Linked DNA regions of Zea mays: region 2 is linked to region 1. A link is a contact called in public Hi-C data. All regions are on one chromosome and are shown on one strand. The core of a region is the stretch at or near the end of the contact, and the rest is flanking DNA. Distances in the headings are between cores, read along the strand shown.

Evidence for each region. A called contact is a pair of places that touch in the nucleus more often than the background predicts.
Region 2: a Hi-C map of bundle sheath shows a contact between it and region 1, with 1.7 times the contacts expected there. The contact joins the promoter of LOC100274361 here to the enhancer-like site in region 1. A contact is called at or near these places in 4 of 25 Hi-C or Micro-C datasets (bundle sheath, ear, endosperm and 1 more).

What each region holds. Positions count from the first base shown.
Region 1 is chr5:198,312,798-198,317,489 of Zm-B73-REFERENCE-NAM-5.0, reverse strand. No RefSeq gene overlaps it. Among protein-coding and RNA genes, the nearest start is that of LOC103627529, 34 kb to the right of the region's middle. Within about 2 kb of position 2,654, at least 19 of the 20 cell types and tissues checked have an H3K27ac peak or open chromatin away from gene starts, as enhancers often do. A contact at or near this core is called in bundle sheath, ear, endosperm and 1 more, where this site is marked.
Region 2 is chr5:198,477,016-198,481,648 of Zm-B73-REFERENCE-NAM-5.0, reverse strand. It overlaps LOC100274361, which reads right to left and starts at 1,652. Exons shown (of 1, transcript NM_001156021.2): 1 at 1-1,652. The coding sequence starts at 1,420. The coding sequence ends at 122.

The sequences.
Region 1 (4,692 bases), core at 1,405-3,904:
TTGGTCGGTCAAATCCTGCCTCGAGTGAAAGCCAGCCACAACCACAACAACCGGCTCTCCGCCTCGTGCAGGCCACGAACTGATTCGCATATCCCTTTCGCTCGCTTTGCCCCGCCGCTTTTGCGTGCATCTCCCCCTTGAATCTTTGTAGCCCAGCTTTCGTTCGCCATGGATTTCTTTCTTTCACCCCGCTTTACTGCTTTTCGTTTCGCCTCTCTATCGTCTGCTGCTGTTCTTGCTTCTCCCCTCTTCTTTTCCTTTTTCCTTGGCGTTTCTTTTTTTTTCTTTTTATCTTTTCAGACCGCAAAGGTCTGCCAAAGATCGCTGCCTGCTGCGTAGTAGTAGCAGTGGATACGGGTGTGTGTGGGGTGGGGGTGGCCGGTCTGTCGGTCCCACTCCCAGGCAGGAAACTCCTCTCTGCACCGTCGATTTCAAAGCGCATTTGAGCTCACTCGCTGCCCATGTGGTGTTTTTTTTTTACAATGACCACACTTAAAGCAGGTTTGGTTTGAAAAATAAAGTAGCCCATACATCATTTTCTTATTCATCCTCATTGTCTTGTTTGGTTTTGGGAATAAAATGATTTTATCCATCACCATTTTATCTCTCATAGGTTAACAATTAGTGATAATATCCACATTAATAGACTCATGATACATCATCTCATGTCATCTAGAATGAATTGATTCTTCAACCAAACACCCTCAATTAAATAAGGAAGCACGTACGCATGCGCGACGCAAGCACTCGCACGGTTACTTTTTGCAGCACTGGACTGAACAAACAGCTTGGAAAAAAAAGGGAGTGCGGTACACTGACTCTGCCACTGGGGTAGGGATGCTTGAAACCGTTAAAAACTAACTGGCGCGGGGGTTAGTGGTTGGATCACGCAGTAGCTTTTTACGGTCAAGATTTGTGCACGGCAGCCAATGCACAAGGACACAGGCAAAATCACTCACTCCACCACTCACTAACAGTGCCTCAAAGGCTGAAACAAAACAGACATGGAGCCATATGTGTGTGCTGTGTGCCTGTGTGTCCTTGCTGCTGCAAGGGGGGAAAACAAAAGCATTCGTCAGTGTGAAAACATTATTGTTCACTGAACATCCAGGTAATTAAGTAGTAGCTCTTTTTGCTCAGTCATGTGTGGCCAACTCCGGGGCCATTTCACTGTGCACTACTAGGTGTGGTCCTGCGCCATGTCCAGAAGCAAGGATAAGCACATGAGACTCCGCCGCGCAGCCATGCCTGATTCATCTGCGTAGTACCATGCATGATGGTGGAGCGGTTGGCGGCTGACCAGACCAGAGCCTTCGGCAGGCCGGATTCTTTGGTTCTTTCAGACCAAAACAAAGCAGCATGTAGCTGCCAGCCAGGAGGACACACACCTGGTCCAGCTCAAATGATATATGCTAGTGCCGTCAACTATTCAACTGTGCTGGTGCGTCAACTATTCCGCCATGACCCAACGCAGCCATGCACGCACGCGGCAGCACAGGCCCACGGCCACGAGGCCTACGGCCTCAGGCCTCGACCCCTCGAGCGGCGGCAACAGTGCGGCAGCCGTGCAGAACCAGCGGTGAAAGAAAAAGAGCGGCCGGCACGTGTTCGTGCAAGACGGATCGCAATAAACCACTCTCTCTAGCTCGCTAGGCACCGGATGAATGAATGATAAAAGGCAGAGATTGAGAGATGTCGAGGCGCGGACCTAACTACATTTGTAGCCAATCCATGCGCAGGCCATGTCAGAATTCAGCCGCGGGTATTTCTATAAATTTCTGCATTATGCTTATGATTTTAGCAACGTTTCACTGTTACTTTCTATCCGATGGGCCTGCCGGTAAGCGTCAAAACCACTTTCAATTAACCTAATTATGGATCGTCAGACCCGACCCAACCAACCGTATTTGTTTTAGGGCTTATTCGTTTGTACCGGATTGGTGGGTCGGAACGATTTCCTAATCGGATTGCTTTTCTAATTTATATAAACTTTAATTAGCTGGAACGATTCCGGTTGCAATCCGACATAAACGAACAAGGCCTTAGGGATTTACGAACCATGCTAAATAACCACGACCTGATTTTGACCTGATCCCACGTTTGTACCTGTCTTCTTTCAGTAGGGATTTACGAGTTTTAGGGCGTGGCGTTAAACGAATCTGACATGGCATAAGAAAAATAGAAAAAATATAATAAGAGTTTTATAGGGCGATAAAATTTCTTCACTCTCGCAGTCTCTAGGTAAACTAATTTCTAAGATTCGTATAGGTCAACTATCTTAGGTTTAACAAACTTTACAAAAAAAATAGTGCTTATAATATAAAATAAGTATATTATAAAATATATTATGTGTGATACGATGATATCTAACGATACTAATATAATATTATATGTTTTAGCGTTTTTTCTAGAAAAATATCGAAGTTTAATTTTTTTAAAACTCTAGCAAAACAATTTATTCAGGGACATAGAGGAGTTTTGAACACAGAATAGTACTGGAAACTGGCCTAGCCATTTCTGCGGCGCCAATCCCGGCCTTTCGCAGAACATTATCGGCCGGCCGCCGGCCCGACGTTTTGCGAACCTTGACGACATGCTCGTACTCGTCTCCTGCCCGAATAGCCTAGCTAGTGGCCCAGTAATGGATAGCCCATAAAAATCTGCCACGGGCAACCCAACGTGCGAACTGGGTAAAGGCCTATCGCCGCGTGCATGCCAGCAGGTTTAGTTAGCTCTTTTTTTTTTTTTGCATTTTCTTTGCTTTGGGGTCCCCTTTTCCTTCTAATATTTGTATCAATAATACCTGCTTATGGACTAAACACTAGACAGATGTATTTTAAAGCAAATACTCTCTCCGTCCCAGTTTATTATTCACTTGCCTTTTTTATCACAAGTTTTACCAACTCGTCTTATTCAAAAAAATTATAGAAAAAACAAATAATTCATTGTGGTTTTGTTTATTATCAAATATACTTAATATATGAATTAAATTTTCATCTTTTCATGATTTTTTTGAATAAGACGAGGGGTCAAAATTATGGTTAAAAAAGTGAAATGAATTATATTTTAAATCGGAGGGAGTACTATACATGCTTGCAAGCCGGGATGTGCGTTTGTGACAAAAAATGTCCATGTTGATGTTAGCGAAGAAGCAACTACTTTAATTAAGGGCTTGTTTGGTTAACTCTCAATACATGTGGATTGAGTGAGATTTGATGGGTTTGAATACTAAACAAGTCAGACTTTTTAATTTTTCCTAATCCCATCTAATCCATGTGTATCGGGAATAACTGAACAAAACCTAAGTGGGGTCCCGTGCTGATAGCCTGTCAAAATCTCTGTGCTGGAACCAAATTCAAACGGTCCATTCCTTTCAATTTTCTGAACAATTCAGGTAACAACACTAGCACGAGTTGATGCACTGTCCTTGCTAGATGTGTTGTGCTTGGTCTTGGAGGACGGGAGCCCATTGCCTGCACAGTTCGGAAGGTCCCTGAACTAGACGTGTCCCTAGCAAGTAGCAAGCGACACTCGCGTCTGTCTCACCATGTTGCTCCACGGACCGGACGACGGTCAGGCGATCCCCAGCAAGTCCAGCTGCGGCCAGGGGGGCTCAGGGTCAACCTGTCGGGCACCCACCCAACAAGGCTCTCGTTCCATGTCCCGACGCTGGCCGCGCCCTGTCTGGCAGCTTTCGAGTGTGCAAAAAATTTAGATGACTCGAGGGGCTTGGGGCCTTGACTTTAGGGGAACTTGGTGTGATCTCGCATCCATCCGCGGAGCCGCACGGGGGAAGGAGCGGAGGAGCCGCCGAGCTGGCCGCTTACCGCTACCTCCTTCCGCGTCGGTGTGTAGGGGTGTGGCCATGTACTCGTCCGGCGACCTGAGAAGATTCTGACCAGATTTAATTGGGTTTGATCTATTTTTATTTCACAATTAAATTAAGTAGAGTAAAAACATTTAAGGCTATAGTTACCGATAGTTGTAATGTGTATGTTAATAGTTTAATGAGTGCTAAGTGTATAATGCGCAAGGTGATATTTATGTGTTAGTGGTTCATGATAACTATTACTCTTTTCGTTCTAAAATATAATTCTTTGTAGGCTTGTAGCCCACTTTTCTTGGTAATGAATGATAATAAATATCGATATATATACGAACTATATTTATAAATTAATTAATAAATTTTAGTAGTAACTGACAACTGATTTATTAGTTTCATAAATTACTAGTAATGGACGATGCTATGATGTCCACTATCTAATTCTCTTTATTCATTTTTGTTTGCTGCTACATAAAAGGGCCCAACTTTTCTCGTTCGCATTCAAACAAGACCTTGACTAAATAAAATGTTAATGCCTACTATATTTAAATCTAGCAGATCGCTCGTTACCATCGTGATCGATCTCCTGCGCTCAATCGGCAGCCGTGCTGGTCCTCTCTCTGTGCTTCTGTGGAGCAAGATGAATCTGCAGTGCTTGCAACCTCGCATCACGGCAATCCTCGCTGGTCCCGTTATTATTGTAATCTAATGGTAACGTCGAATGCGATGTTCTTCTGGAGCTGACACGCGTAGAAAAAAAAGGGGGGGGGGGGGGGGGGGGGGGGACGGGCAAGTATCTCAAAGCAGAAGAGGAGGCAAGCAGCAGCACCTGGGCTGGGCAGTGGGCACGACGGCACCACGGTCCAACA
Region 2 (4,633 bases), core at 403-2,902, 170 kb before region 1:
GGTACGAAAAGCGTACAGATTTCCCCCGTCCAATACAAGCCACTCACGAACAACACTCAACACATGTATCGTAGTTGCCCTGGAGAATGCGATGATCGACGCGCAGCGGAACGCGCGTCGATCAAGCGCTTGACGATTGGAAGATTTGCAGCAGCGACGTGTACGTCCCGAACACGGCGAGCGCGAGGCCGATCACGACCAGCAGGACATCGGACAGCACTCCGGGCCATTCCATCTCGGCGCCGAATACCTTGAGGTGGAACGAGGCCGGCAGCACGAACCCGAGGAGGACGCAGACACTGCTCCCGACGAGCGCCAGGAAGTCCGTGAAGTTGGGCACGTACATGGCGGCGAGTCCGACGACGACGACCAGCAGCCACCTAAGCCACCAGCAGTACCGCTTGCCGTGGAGCAGGCGCTCGGCGACCTCGTACACGGGGTTCATCATCACCGGCATGGTGAAGAAGAGGTTGATGCAGAGCCCCAGCTGCACGGCGGCCGACAGCCACCCGGCTCCGAGGTTGGTGGTGATGATGTCCCGCGTGGCGTCGCCGAACGCGACGTAGCCCATGACGCCGAACAGCCCGTACATGACGGCGATGAACGCCATGGACAGCCCGAGCGTGACGCCGAACTTGCTCTTGTTCGCCGCCTCTGCCTCCAGCGGCAGCACCATGCCGATGCCCTCGAACGCGTACACGGAGACGCCGAGCCCGTAGAGAAGCGCGCCTGCGCCGCCGAAGGCGACCACGGGCACGGGCTTGGCGAGCCAGGCGGCGACGTCCTGGCCGAGGACCACGCCCATGGCGCCGAGGTCGACGACGTCGGCGAAGATGCTGAGCGGCGCGAGCAGCGTCAGCGTCTTGATGGAGTTGAGCCCCAGCTGGAAAGGCAGCATCGCCCAGATGACGAGCGCCTTGGGGGAGAGGAGCGCGGAGGAGGACGAGGCCGCGGCGGTAATCGGATAGAGGTGCGCCATGGTGTTGGAGATGAAGATGAGGTAGCCGACGCAGAAGCTGAATTGGCTGAGCACCAGCATCACGTCCACGGCGAACCGCCCATGCGCGCCGAACACGGCGTCCCCCAGGTCCCCGAACGAGGCGATCTTAGGGTGCTCGTCGGCGAGGCGGCGGCGGCACGCAACGAGCAGCATCATGCAGTAGAAGGTGAGCGCGGCGACGGAGAAGAGCAGCAGCGAGCCCGCCGCCCACCCGGTGCGCGAGAAGGTGTACGGCAGCCCCAGCACGCCGGCGCCGACCACCGCGATGAAGACGTTGGCGAACGTCTTGGGCTGCGACGACAGGCCACCACCCTCGCGGCCCCCGCTGCTGCCGTGGCGCGGCAGCAGCGGCGCCGCCGGGTCCAGCCTCGACGACGAGGAGCTCGCCCCGTTGTTATTATTCCCCATTCCGAATCCCATGGCGAGCCGCCCCCAAATCAGAAATCTTATTATACTGATTGAATTGAACAAGCAAAGGAGGAAGAAAAAAAAAGAGTAAAGAAAAAATAACGAAAACAGCAGACGACACAGGCACGCCGGTCCGATGAATGAGATCGTCCCCCCCTCCTCCTCTTCTCCGTCCGCCGTGCGCTAGAGAGATCGGGCGGTGTCGCGACGGGGGAGGTCGAGGAGGAGACAACCGGGGCGAGCGACGAGGAGGAAACGGAGGACTGCCGTGCTGCTGCGCCTGGGGAACAACATCGCATGGCACGCGAGGCCGGCCTGTTTTGTAGTGGAGCGCGTGTGGCTGCCATTCCGGGGTAAAATGTCATGGACCAGGTCCATGCGACTCTCTGCGCGCACCGGGACCACTTAGAGACGTGTGGCGGTGTCCCACTTTTGCAGGTTTTTGTTTTGGCAAGTAATTCGTGCAGATTCCGTGTCAATGAGGAAAAGCGAGTAGTCGCGTTCACACTTTGCAGGAACGTTTTATTACCTTACCTTTTTAGATCTTTAAATATTCTTTTTGATAGAATTAGGCTATTTTCAGTAGTAGAAGTTTAATGGAAGTTTCATGCACATATAATAGGGTGTCATTTCAGTATTTTGGGCGATATGACATAACATTTAAGATAAATGAGTTTTATGGGACGAAATTGGTTTCATGTGGATGATACACTTTTTGATAGAATAATTTGTTTCATCTTGACATATTTTACTAATTTGTATTGGTAATTTAGTTGTAAGCATTTAATTAGTATGTTAATCTATGAAATAGTAAAATGAAAGTTTGCATTGGATTCATGACACTTTTGGTGACGTGGTATTGTTGGAAAGAGTGTGTTCCCGAAACACGCAGGAACCAAAAATGTTGGTGTAGTGTCCGGTTGGTTTCATGTTGTCGATGACATTTTTCAGTACGCGCATCGTCCGTCCGTCGCGTGCAAGAGGTGTGAATGCGTGGTTAATCGCCTCGTTTTGGAGCCACAGGTGATAATTGCTGCGTATGTGTGTTTCTGCGGTCTCTCCGCCTGTGGATCAAGCCATATGACATTCGATTGACAGAAAGTGCTGGAGAAATTGGTTTGCACTCCAACCTCTTCGGCGCACAGGTTTGGGAAAAAATGTTCGACTGCATTGCCAGCTGTGCGTGCATCCCTGTCAACTGCCAGCTGGTATGGGGGAAAAATTATGTTCGACTGCATTCCTATCTTATCTTCAGAAAGACTAAAGCTGGACCAAAAAATATCGGTTCTTTGTATTTTGTGTGGACTCCGATGCAGGGCAAAATTCTCATAGTAGATGGTTTTATTCAAAACCTTCAAGCGCAGGCAACATATAGATGCATGGAAAACTCGACAAGCCGCTCCGTCGGTGATCACGGCAGAGGCGTCTGCACAGCTGCACTAGCTAGCAGCAGCTGCTACGGACCTACGGTGCTGCGCCGTATGCCCGTATGCACTCCCGGAGCGCCAATTCCTTGTCAGATAACAAAACAGTTGGTGACGAACAAATCACACTCATCTCCACCGCAGCGCTTCTTCAACGTTCTGAACATCCCAAAGGCAAATCAACACCACAGCTCATCTACTAGCAACACAGATCTTTAGGCTGTCTCCAGCAGGAGACTGTAAATGGTTCTGTACTCTAAATATAGAGGACGGTCAGGTCCTTTATCCATCCAGCAAGGAACTCTAAAACGTCCTCTAAAATTTAGAGGATGGCATGCGTCCCCTACCTGTAGAGGGTGCTCTATACACTGTGCACCTTTTTGTGTCTGTACGGTCACGTGGTGACGAGTAGTAAAAAATAATATAGAATGTCAAATCTAGGACACTGTTGATATAGAGGATGAAATTTAGGGGATATTGCTGGAGATGAAGAAGATATAGAGTACAGAATCTTTTAGAGAGTGTTGTAAAGGACAAAGAATATTCCTTTAGGGGATCAAATTTAGGGAACGTTGTTGGAGACAGCCTTAGATCATCTACTTTCATCTCGTCCCAGCGAGATGCCGTTGAAATAAATTCTCGTTTTTGGTCAGAAGAAGAAGAGAGAGAAAAACATATATGGAAGGAAAGAAACTGAAAATCATTTTTTTTTTCTTTCGCGGAAAGAGCGACGACCGAGAGAGGTCCCTCGCCTCATCAAAGAGACGTTCAGCGACATCGTTTGGCGTTTAACAATGACCTTGACAGATAGACACGACTTTTTCCTCTATTAATATAATCAGCAGCTGGTCCCTGAGCACATGTTCTTTTTTTTTATATCTTTCTTCTATTAATATAATTCGGCGAATCTTTTGCCGACCTTTTTTTTAAAAAAAATATATTAACAACCACAACATACGTGTACGACTAATATTCAAGGAAACAGCAATCATTACAGTCCCCACACTCCTCCGTCAAAGTCGAAAGTGCTAGTTTTTGTCAGCTCTCTCGGCCTGTTTGTCGCCGCTCGCAAATTATCATCTTTCTACCGCGCCTAGCTACTGCCGCCGATGACGAGTGGGTTTTGCGGTGTCGGGTTGCCTCAAATCCGCCGACTGGATGGATCGCTCACTTCACAGGCGAAATTAAATCCCAACTCAGTCCCTCTTCCACGCTGCTGCTAGCTGTCAGTGGGCCGTGGCCGGTTATGTACTGTAAGGCTCAGGCAACGCGAGGTCACCGCCAAACGGAAGGTGCCAATTAAAGTTGGACACGGGAAATTTTTGTCCGCACGGGCATGATAAACTGCTTTCGAGAGCAACGTTGATGCGACAGTATCGTATAAAGTACGCGCAACGTGTGGTGGTTCGGCCGTAGTTATCCGGAAAAGATGGGATATATATCATGAAGACCGTCCTCGTTGTACCTTTCCGTCTCAAAATAAGCATCCCTACTAAAAGTTAAAATAGTTTAACTCATCGAAGAAGTGATAACCACATGTTTTTTTTTAAAAAAAAAGGGGGGAACATGATAACGCCTGCAGTGGACTCACTGAACAGTGGCGGTTGGCAACTTACCCAGACGAGGTGGCGGGCGGTGGGAAAAAGGCCGGAAGCTGGTGGGCCGTGGGCGTACGGGCGATCGAGCGGACTGCCGCTGCCGGACTGCGGTCTATGAGCGGAGGCGTGTTGAACACTTGCGGTAAGGTCCTGACGCCGCGCATCGCAACTCAGACGAATATTATTATCTTGTACTCCCTCCA